Regions from separate parts of the Mus musculus genome. Here region 1 is linked to region 2. A link is a contact called in public Micro-C data. All regions are on one chromosome and are shown on one strand. The core of a region is the stretch at or near the end of the contact, and the rest is flanking DNA. Distances in the headings are between cores, read along the strand shown.

Region 1 (5,434 bases), core at 547-3,046, 150 kb after region 2:
AACCCGGAATCAGTAAAGCAATTACTGCTAGGCAGAGCATCACCTTGTAAATGACTGCAGGCACTGAAATCTTGTGGCAGAATTCTAGGCGATGTAGAAGAGGTTTGTGTAACCTCTCCATGGCCAGATGACTTACCGTCTGCCCCCAGTTTCCACAGAATACACAGAAACATCCCACAATGTCAGAGGCTCAGACAGGAAGAATGTTAATTTATTTTTTCACTGAAGAGTCAAGGGCTGGGGCGGTAACTTAATGGCAGTATGCTTGCCTTGCCTGTGTGGGCCTCAGGTAAAATCCTCAGCACTGTGTGTGTGTGTGTGCGCGCGCGCGCGCGAGGGATGGATGTGACACATTTACAAGGACCCTTAATGGTCATCAGAAGCCCAGCTTATTCCGATTTCAACTTGAGCATCCTACCCAATGCTTCCATCCTCTCTCATCCTCAGAAATATCTCCTAGCCCCACACACTTATTAGGGCTCCAGCTTCCTTCTAGGTGCCAGCCAGGAGGAAGGGCTTGAAAAACAACCTGTTGGCTATTTTTTGGAGTGATATAACAGTTCTCTGTCTTCATTGGCAGGGACTTAGTCTCTTGACTTTGTTTAAAAGAGGTCAGCCCATAGAATAAGTCTTAATTCTGGCCGGTGAGAAAGAGAGGAAGATTAACTATCTAGTGGAGAGTTTTAACTGTCAGCCTGTAGCATGTGGCCTAACCCTGGTAGGAGCTGTGGCTCCAAATCGGTTCCAAACCCCATGGGAGAGCCAGTGGTGTCTTCTTTGTGGTCTCCCAAGAAAGCATCAGAACAGACAATAACTGCCAGCCGCAGCAAAGCTTTCCTCTCTGACTTTTCCCGTACATCCATTGCCCAGAAGCTCCCCCCCCTCAAGTTCTTCCCCATGGAGCAAGCTCCAAGCCAGCTACTGCTGCCCTTCACTCCCCTTCCATGGAGTCAATGCTTCTAAATTCCCCCCCAGGCCGCCTGGACTGCTTTTCTCACTGCAAAGGGGCAGGGCCTGCAAAGGCAGAGTGCTTGCTTTTTGGGGCGAGGGTAACTGTGCTACCAGCTCCCAGAATGTGTGCTACGAGGGACAAAGAGGGAGGAGAGACTGCAGAGTGGGACACCTCCCCCACAGAGCTACGTCTGCGTGGACACAGCATCTCTTTTGGCCAGTAAGACACTAGAACAGTGGTTCTCAACTTGTGGGTCGTGACCCCCGGCCAGGGCATGAACAGATATTTACATTGCAATTCATAAGGGTAGCAAGGTTACCATTTTGAAGTAGCAAAGAAAGTAATTTTATAGTTGTAGGGGTCACCACATGAGGAACAGAGGGGTCACAGTGTTCAGAAGGTAGAGAACCACTGCCTTAGAACGTTGCTGCCCCCACTTCATACAGAGGCCCCTGCTTGACAGCTGTGAGGGGTTTTTCGTACACTGTCTTTGACAACTGCATCTGGAGACTTAGACCCTACAGTCAGCCAACACTTAAGAGTTCAGCTTTAATCACCTTTCTGTCTGGGCTTTTGACTCTTCTGTGTAAGAAAGACTTGCCCACTAGATTGCATAGTCGTTCCCTGGGAAACAGCTAGCATACAGTGTTTACCATGAATGGTACCCTGGGAACCTTCCCTGTCCTGGCTAGCCTCCCGATGGCACATTAATCTTGTTTATGGCCAGTTCTGGCCTGCTGGAGGAAAATTAAAGGCCAATTGCTTACTCGCTGAACTCTGAGCTGGTCTGAGAAGTTCCCTCAGGAGGATAAAGAAACCAACTCACTCCCACCCCACTCGAAGGAATCTGCTCTTGGCTTGATGGCTTGACTTTAGAGTCTCCGTCATTCCTGCTGGCTTCCAGCTCTGTCCTGGTGGTTTGACTTGCCGCTCCCTTCCTTGCCCCTGTCCCTTGACAAGAATCCAAGCAGTCCTCTGAGTAGGAGACCAGAGACGTCCTGAGTGAGTGTGTGCAGTTGACATGAACACAGGCATCTCAAGGCACTCATGTCTCAGCCCATGGCTGTGGTAAAGCCTTCCCTAGTGAGAGGCTCAGAGAGTTGGCAAAGCCTTTCTGTGGTCAGACTGGACAGTACAGAGAATATCCCCATTAGATTTCTCCCCCTGGATGTTGTTTACTGCCTGAAGACTGCTCCCTTACAGAGCTTGCTCCTACTGAGATTTGGTACATCTGCCTCCTTATTCATTGGTATATAATAACTCTGCCTCTTTGTTTATCTGTAGGTAGTAGTCCAGCCCCCATGTTCAGCTCATGTTCAGCTCATGCAGACCTGCGCCTTCCTCATTTTGAGTACCTGCTTCACCATTTTGTTCACCCCTTTCTCTGTGCTGCCCTCATCCCAGGGTCTGGCATTTTATTTTCTGTATATTTCCAGAGCTGTAGAAGGTGTTCTTTTGACTTCTAGACTGTAAGCTCACAGCTGCTGTCAGAGTCCCAAGACAGTTCGTGTCACCCCAGAGAACTAACTGGCTCAGTGGTTACGAGGTCAAGCATGCTTGCTATTGCTGTTGGCCTCTGTCTAGAAAAATGTCTTAGTCTTCAAGTATATGCCACAAGCTGGGTGGCTTATAAACAACAGAGTTCCCAGAGTTCTAGAGCCTGGGAAGTCCAAGGGAAAGTTGCCAGCAGATTTGATGTCTGCTCAGTCTTGCTTCCTGGTTCACACAAGACCTTAGCTGTGTCCTCATACGGTGTAAGGGGGCAAGACAGGTCTATCTGGTCTATCAGGGCATACAATGCTTGGTTCCTGTTTGTTATACAAGCATCTTAGTTGCTGTTCTTTTTTTGTGAAGAAATACCATTACCAAGTCAATTCTTAAAAAAAAAAAATGAAGCATTTAATTGGTAATTGGGGCTTGCTTACAGTTCCAGAGACTTAATCCATTATCATCATGGGTGGGGTGGATGGTAAAAGGTGTTAGAGAAGTTTCTGAGACCTTTACAGTTTGAGCCTTGGGAGGGGGTGGTGAGGGAGAGAGAGAGGGAGGGAGAGAGAGAGAGAGAGAGAGAGAGAGAGAGAGAGAGAGAGAGAGAGAGAGAGAGAGAGAGAGAGAGAGCCTGGCTTGGACTTTTGAAACCTTAAAGCCTGCTCCCAGTGACACACTTCCTCCAACAAGGCCACACGTCCTGATTCTCCTGATCCCATCAAAGCATCCACTCCCTGGTGACCAACCGTTTAAACATATGAGCCCATGGGGGCCACTGTTGTTCAAACCACCCCAGGTATCTATTCCTGTTGAAACACAACCTGTTCACTTCTTAAGGAGCCCACTCCTTCACAGTATCTCCTTGGAGGTTAAGATGTAAGACTTTTGAGGAGTGTCCCTCCTCATCCTTGCCAGCATGTGCTGTCACGGAACGCCTGATGTAAGCAAACTGATGGAGGAGAAGTCTTTGGCTCACAGTTTCAGAGTTGTTTATAGTTTATAGTTGTTTATAGCTACTTGGTTCTGTGAATGTCTGTAGAGCACTGTGGTGGTAGAGGAAGGTGGATATGGAGCGGACTGTGAAGAGGGTACTGAGCAAGATGTATAGCTTTGAAAAGCGCACCCTTCAGTCACCGATTTCCTGTATCATGTAAAGTCTTCTGGAACCTTCCAAATGAGTGCCACCATTTCAGAATATGCATTTCTGTGTTTTTTTTAAGTATATTTACAGACTTATTGAACAGTATCTAATTTCAAAATATTTTTAGCATACCCAAAGAAACTCTGTACCCATAAATTATAACTCCCCATTCCTCCTTCCCACTAGCCTCAGACCTTTTCTCTGTCTCTTTCATAAGAAGATAATCATGTGGTTTTTGGCAACCGGCTTCATTCTCTTGTCATGGCATTTTTTAGGGTTCGTTGTGTGCTCTATAAGCACTTCATTGTTTGGCTATACTATATTTTCCCATCCATCCACTGATGGATGTTTGGGTGGTCACCACTTGTGATTATGAGTAATGAACTTTTTGTGTGGGCATATGCTTTTCCTTCTCTCTGGCTTACAGCTATGGGGGGGGGATTGATAGATGGTTCATGTATTTAGCATTTTCAAAGCTGTATTTTATATTAGTGCACCATTTTATATTCCATCCAGCAGTATGTGAGGGTTCTAACTCCCCCAACTCCCTGAGAAGGTTTATAATTGTCCTTTTTATTTTTTTAAAATGTAAACATCTCAGTGTCTATTGTCTTATAGCTTGTTTGTATTTATTTGTTTGGATTTTTTGAGGTAATCTCTTATGTAGTCCAGACTGATCTGGACTCACTGTGTGGGCAAGGCTGGCCCTGAACATCCCATCTTAATGCCTCTGTTTCTCAAGTGCTGGGACTAAAAGCACCACCATCCTAATTTTATATCTGTTGCTGTGATAAGGTAGCTCAACCTGAAGCAACTTAGAAGATGAGGGTTAATTTTAGCTTACAGTTCCAGGTTACAGCCCATCATTGCAAAGATGTCACAGCGGCAGGTATTTAAAGCATCCAGTCTGTCACCTCCACGGTCAAGAGCAAAGAGAAGCGAATGTGTGCACACTTGCATGCTTGCTTGCTTGCTTGCTTGCACTCAGCTTGGTGTCTCCCTTCTCCTATACCTAGGATACTTTGCTTAGCTAAAGGCACTGCCCTTCCTGGGCTGGGTCTTCCCACCTCAATTAAAGGCAATCAAGACATTCCTGAACAGATATCCCCACAGGGCAATTGGCTCTAGATAATTCCTCAGTGAAGCATCAGTCAACAGACTAGCTACAACAGCCAGCATGCCTGTTTATTTAGTCTTAATAGTCCTTTACAAATCTTTGCGGTTACAAAACTATTTCAAATTTCTTAATGTTTCAGTGAAAGAGCATATTACAAAACCCAATGCAGTAGCTGTTACTAGGTGTCCACTTCAGCAGCACTGAGTGCATCCAGAGGGCTGTAAGAATATCACCACCACCCATTTCTAGCCCTTGCCATCACCACAAACTGAAAAGCTGTTTCTATTGCACAACCACTCTCGACTTGTCCTTTCCCCAGCCCTGGGAAAGCCTATTGCCTTTATCTGAGTTAGCCTGTTCCATGTATCTCATAGGTGAAATGTTTATCACAGTTTCCATTGTGCCTGGCTTAATTTACCCAGGGATGCTTTTGTACGCCATCCATATTGTGATTCATGTCCACAGACTCAGAGTTTCAGACACATGGAAGAAGGACGAAGGCTTCCACAAGTCCAAGTGTGGTTGTTGATGGTGTGTGCAGAAAATGACCACCACAGCTTTCTTCTTGATATTTACAGCCTGAAGACGACTCCCCCACAGAGACTGTTTCTTCCCAGAACAAACCTGTCTCCTCCATCCAGCCGTATATCATAACCCTTGCCTGCTTGTTCATCTGTATGAAATACAGCTTCTTGTCCAGCTCTATGCGATAGCTCTGCCTCTCTGTTCAATCTAT
Region 2 (5,607 bases), core at 803-3,302:
AGCATCCAGATTTCCAGTATGTAGCATCATAGCAGGTCATATTCAGGGTTTGGCACAGAGCATTTAACTGCTTTACCAATTAGGGTCAACACACAGAACACAGCGGTTGATAGAATCACATTGTAGCTTCTAACCTATAAATGTCAGGGTGGCACTGCGGTCCTTTGTGGTCTTTGTCCACTGCTTAGTCTTGGCCTCTGGTGTGCTCATCTTTTAAGATCCTCTCTCCATTTCAACTGTACACAGCACAGAGAGCATGCTCCTCCCCAACTTTACTGCTTTAACAGCAATCTGTGCAGTGTTCCTGTAACAACGTTAAAGACTCCTGGGGCCTCGAGAGAGCTCAGCGGTAGGAGTGTGACTGCTCCTGCAGAGGACACCCAGGCTGCTCCCCAGAACTCCTATCAGCAGTTCACAGCTGCCTGTGACTCCGCACAGACACACATAAGACAGATAAGGAGCATTCCTGGAGGTGAATATTGTGAAATCTCAGTCCTGGAGCAAAGGCAGGCGGCAGATTTCAGAATCTAGAGCCAGCATGATCTACATAGCAAGTTCTTGGCCAGCCAGAGCTACACTGACCCCATCTTGAAACAAGAAGTCCCTTGATGATTAAACTTAAGTTTTCTTTAGTTCAAAGCTGGATTAGCCTAAGCCAAAGCAGTTTCAGACTCAGGAGACTAACTGCTGGTTTAGTGGATACCTAAGAATGTCAGTACAGAGAGCCTGAGATCACTTGGAGACCCAGGAAGGGAAATGCAGCTAGATGAATCCAGTAAGAATTTCCAAGGAAAGGGAGAGCAGAGGTCAGGAAACGTGGTGGTGGTGCAGGCAGCAGTGTACAGCCCTGAGCTCACGGCTAGATCCTGACCAATTCATTAAGCTTACGTGGGAACAGGCCAATTCTAAGAGGGGGAGCTGCCTACATCTTGGTGGCAGTCATACTCCATCTCATTGTAATGACTATTATAACAAAGCACACCAAGAGACATCAAAGGGGAAACTAGAATACTTCAGTATGGCTGCACCTAGAAGCTTGTCACAAGGGGCTTTATTTTCAGAAGTGGAGACAGCATTTGCATCGCATGCGCCTATTCTAAGCATCCTAGTCTGAGAGACCTCACGGAACCACTTCCTCCCGCACAGCTCACTAACCCCTCCGCAACACGCTACTCGCCTGCCAGCCACTCCATACTTAGGGAATCAACATCCTTTTGAGACCGGGTCTCATGGAACCCAGGCTGGCTTCTAACTCACTCTGTAGCCAGGGTCTTATGCGGATATGTAGGTCAGTGTTTATGAAGTAGGCTGCTAAAAAGTCAGCAGGCCTCCCGACTTGTTTTAAACAGAACACAGCAAAAAGGATGAGTTGCCTGGGCCTGTAAATAGGCAGTGAGACACTGCCTCATGTGTTCTCTAGCACTGCCTTACCGTGTACACAATGGTTAGTAGGTGCCCTGTGCAGAAGCGTCTGTGGTAAGGAGCTGAAACCTTAGTGTATGAGCCGCCATGTGAAAAGGCAGGAAGCCGGTCCTTCCCAGGCAGGCAGGCCGCAACTGCTTGCAGCTCTATGAGAGGCCCTGGCCCAGGAAACTAGGACAAAGCTGCTGTCAGCTGCTAGTTTTAGGGAAACTGTACGGCAGTTAGCTGATGCCAGTGCTGGAGAGGCCTCATTGACACACAACTCTGGTCTCTCCCTCACATCTTCATCTTCAGCCTGTGTACTCTCCAATCAGGAAAGCCATACTTGTTTCATCTGTCCAGACAACCTGGATTAGCAAATGTCTCAGACATCTGGAATATGGAACTACTACAGAGGAAGACTGAAGTTACCCTCTAGTGTCTATAAGGCATGTGCACATCTACATGTATATATACAATGAACACAAGCAAGTATCACACCACATGTAACATGCAAAGGAAAAATCATGTTTAGCTACTTGGGAGGCTGATGCAGGATTCCCAAGTCCAAGGCCGGCCTGGCAGTACAGTGAGATGTCTACTCTCCAAGCAAACAAGGAAACAAGCATTGAAACCAGGGAACTCTCAGGAGTGAACCTTTGACACAGAAAGCTGAGAAGTGGAGCCAAATGTGACTCACATCTGTAACCCAAGAACTAGGGCTAGGACAAGAGGAGCATGGGGCTTGAGGCCAGCCTGGGCTACAGTGTGGTATTTTGTATCTAAAACTCCTCTTGTAACCATTATGTTTTATACCTTCCTTCAGGTGGTCAAGGCTGTCAGGTTCTTATCTCTAGTCCAGCTTGGTCTTGAGAGCAACTGTCCTGTCTGTCTCCTGAGAAAGAGAGACTGGAAAGTGACAGCAGAGAGGACACGAGGAACTGGTAATCCAAAGAGTATTTCTCCAAATGCTGAAAATTTCAGCTATACTAATTGTAGCAGAAACCCTGCCCAAGTGTAGCCCTGGCTGTCCTGGAACTCTGGCCTGCTTCTGCCTTCAGAGTGTTGGAAATATAGGCATGCACCATACCTTAACTCTTCGCGTGATGCTAAGGAACTGGCAGGTCTTGTCATAAAGCTCTTCCAGGTTTGCTCTGTCCCAGTAGAAGTCAGGGGTGATCAAGAAATCTGAGCTCAGGTTTATTCGGTGCCTAAATAAAAAAAGGACAGCTTAGCTTATTTATGGTGAATTAAATATCAGCTACTATTTAGCCCATATTTTCATAGTGTCATGTGAGCACTCTTAAAAGTAACTTCAAAAAATATGGGGGAAGTACCTGTGTACCCTAAAACAACACCAGGATGAAATAAGGTAACACAATAAGCCTCACTTTTCTTACCTGCAGCTCTCCTATCTCACTCATTGACCACCTTTAAGGTCCCTCTATATCCTTTCAGTCGTTACGCAACCACAAGACAGGCAAAAATACACTAGGTCCCTTTCTGCTAGCTTTGTAGGTTAGCCTGGCCTGGAACTTACTATGTAGCTCAGGCTAGCTTGGCATTGGCAGCTTCAGTCTCTAGTGTATTAAGAACATTAAGGTTTGTGTGTGCTACCGCACTGGCTGACTTAATTTTTACCTATCCTTTTGTGTCAGATGTCTGAGCTTACTTTAAAATTGATGCTGCACAGCACACTTGCTGGTTTTGTGTGTCAACTTGACACAAGCTAAAGAGAGGAAAGAGCCTCGGTTGAGAAAATGCCCATGAGATCCAGCTGGAAGGCATTTTCTCAACTAGTGATCAAGCAGCGTGGGTCTAGCCCATGGTGGGTGATGCCATTCCTGGACTGGTGTCCTGAGTTCTATAAGAAAGCAGGCTGAACAACCCAGGGGAAGCAAGCCAGTAAGCAGCACCCTCCACAGCCTCTGCATCAGCTCCTGCCTCCAGGTTCCAGCCCTGCTTGAGTTCCTGTCCCGACTTCCTCCAACGATGAACTAAATGATATGGAAGTGTAAGCCGAATAAACCCTTTTCTCTCCAACTTGCTTTTGGATCATGGTGTTTTGTAGTAACAATGGAAACCCTAACTAAGACACATAGTAAAATAAATACAAGTAGCTGTTCATTCTTTAAAAAATATGTTGGATACAGTGGTGAGTCTGTTTAACCTACCAAACAGTTCCAAACTCTCTAAGGATGGCTTCTCCATGTACAGATTTGTATATATGTTTATGTTAAGAGAAATAAAAATATTTTTGCTATGCAAATGGAATAATGCCATATAATAATTTGCAACTTTATTTTTTGTTTTGTTTTGTTTTTTTTTTTGTATTTTGAGACTGTAACCTTGGCTGACCTGGAACTTACTGCAGCATATACAGGCTGGCCTTTGCTTCCTCCCACCACATGCACCACTGTATCTGGTAATTTTTAACTTTTTTAAGACAAGGTCTCAGCCAGGCATACTGGTGCATGCCTATAATTCCAGTACTTGGAAGGCAGAGACTGGAAGATTTCTGAGCTCAAGGATAGCCTTGTCTACAAGGCTGATTGAGAAGAAAGAGTGTGTCTCTTATAATCTACCCTGGTCTCAAACTTTCTTACTAGCTTGAGAATCATCTTGAACTTCTGATCATGCAGTGCTGGGGATCCAAGCCAGGACTCTGTGCATGCTAGGACTGTGCATGCTAGGACTGTGCATGCCAGACAGACTTGCTACCAACTGAGCTGCACTGCAGGACCGAGACCTAACTTTTTACCTAAGAGAGTTAGCTTTGTTTCTTTTCACAGATCATTACATCTCTTTTTAAAAAGGGGTTTATTTTTATTTATGTGTGTGTAGATCTATGTGTCTGTGCAGATGTGTGCGTGTGTGTTGTGCGTGCATGTACACATGTCCTTAGAGGCCAGAAGAAGGTGTCAGATTTAGAGTTGGAGGTACAGGTGGTTGGGAGCTGATGTATTGGTAACCAGACTCACGTCCTCTGGGAGAGCAACAAGACTCTTAATTGCTTTCTAGTCCTATTCTTTCTCTTTTAAAAAAGAATTATTAATGTGTTCGTGTATGGTGTGTGTGTTTGGTGTATGTGTGTGTGTGGATGGTGTGTGTGCGGATGGTGTGTGTGTGTGGATGTGTGCGTGGGATGGAAACATGTAGAGATTAGAGGACAGCTTTGTGGATTGCCTCTGTGTTTCCAAGCTTTTCCTTGGGTTCCTGAAATCAAACTCTGGTTGTCAACTTTGCTGGCAAGCGCCTTACTAATGAGCCACCTGCTGGCCTGTCACACTCTGTAATAATACATAAGAACTTTCACTGTAAAGATTTAAAAAACGGGGTAAGGAAAGTCAGGCTTTGTAGAAACTATTCAATTTGAGAATTAAATCTATTTAGACCTAACTTTTGAGTTTGGGAATTATACTTTGCTTATAGATTATGCTTGTATTAGAGAACAGGGGAACACAATCTCTCCTACGTCTCACATACACAAAGTCTGTGTGGCTCTACTGTTGGATGTTCTTGATGAATGCCCTATGGTAAGAAGCACAGATGCTGAAATGCTGGGCCTCCTGTGGTGGGCATGTCGGATGACAGTTCTCAGGAAAACATCTACAAGGAGCTTTGAGCACTTCACTCAGAAGGAACTGGATGACACTGTCCAGGGAGACCTCCGCAACCAGGATGCATCCCTCCAAAGACAGGAACGCAGCACAGTTGAGTGACAAGCTCGTCTCAGCTGCCTACTGTGCAGCGTCAGCCTCAGTAAAGAAGGGTAAAGCTTCCTGCAGCCATTGTCCTGCTTTCTTGGGGGTCTTGTGCTGAGTGACAGGCTTAATGTAGATGAGTTCTGCTCTTGTGAACCCATCAGATTTCCCGACAGTCCTAACAGAGCCTGGCTGCTCCTCATGGGGGTGGGGGCTCGGGGGGTAGAGAATGGTTTTCCTGCTTATTTCCTTTTGTCTTAAAGGAAATCCTTCATTTACAAGAGAACAATTTACCTGAGGGCAAAGAGCTCACCCATTTTCTGCATAACTTCTTTATGAGACAGTTTGACTTTCTTCCCAGCTTTTAATGCCTGTTTGGGAATAAAACAAAACAAAAACCCAAAAACACATACACAATGGTCCTTTGTGGGTCCCATGAGCTGCAGTCAGAGAGTATTAAAACCTGCACCCCTTCCAGCAGGCACAGTTCCCGTTATTCTAC

The links. Hi-C and Micro-C count contacts between places; a contact is called where the count stands out from the background.
Region 1: a Micro-C map of brown adipocytes shows a contact between it and region 2, with 1.8 times the contacts expected there. The contact joins two enhancer-like sites. A contact is called at or near these places in 2 of 39 promoter capture datasets (embryonic stem cells and stem cell-derived epiblast-like cells), 5 of 15 datasets of contacts at CTCF or cohesin (embryonic stem cells, large pre-B cells and pro-B cells), 33 of 484 Hi-C or Micro-C datasets (the 3T3-L1 cell line, CD8 T cells, the CH12 cell line and 8 more), 4 of 115 datasets of contacts at active chromatin or transcription factors (embryonic stem cells and fibro-adipogenic progenitors) and 3 of 9 other capture datasets (adipose tissue, embryonic stem cells and liver).

What each region holds. Positions count from the first base shown.
Region 1 is chr10:4,552,230-4,557,663 of GRCm38.p6, forward strand. The region is part of intron 9 of Ccdc170 (coiled-coil domain containing 170); the gene reads left to right. Among named protein-coding and RNA genes, the nearest start is that of Gm22739, 71 kb to the left of the region's middle. Within about 2 kb of position 1,797, at least 40 of the 459 cell types and tissues checked have an H3K27ac peak or open chromatin away from gene starts, as enhancers often do. A contact at or near this core is called in adipose tissue and brown adipocytes, where this site is marked.
Region 2 is chr10:4,405,314-4,410,920 of GRCm38.p6, forward strand. Rmnd1 (required for meiotic nuclear division 1 homolog) reads right to left here. Exons shown (of 13, transcript NM_025343.6): 10 at 5,400-5,476; 11 at 2,492-2,612. Among named protein-coding and RNA genes, the nearest start is that of Zbtb2, 20 kb to the left of the region's middle. Within about 2 kb of position 2,053, at least 33 of the 459 cell types and tissues checked have an H3K27ac peak or open chromatin away from gene starts, as enhancers often do. A contact at or near this core is called in adipose tissue and brown adipocytes, where this site is marked.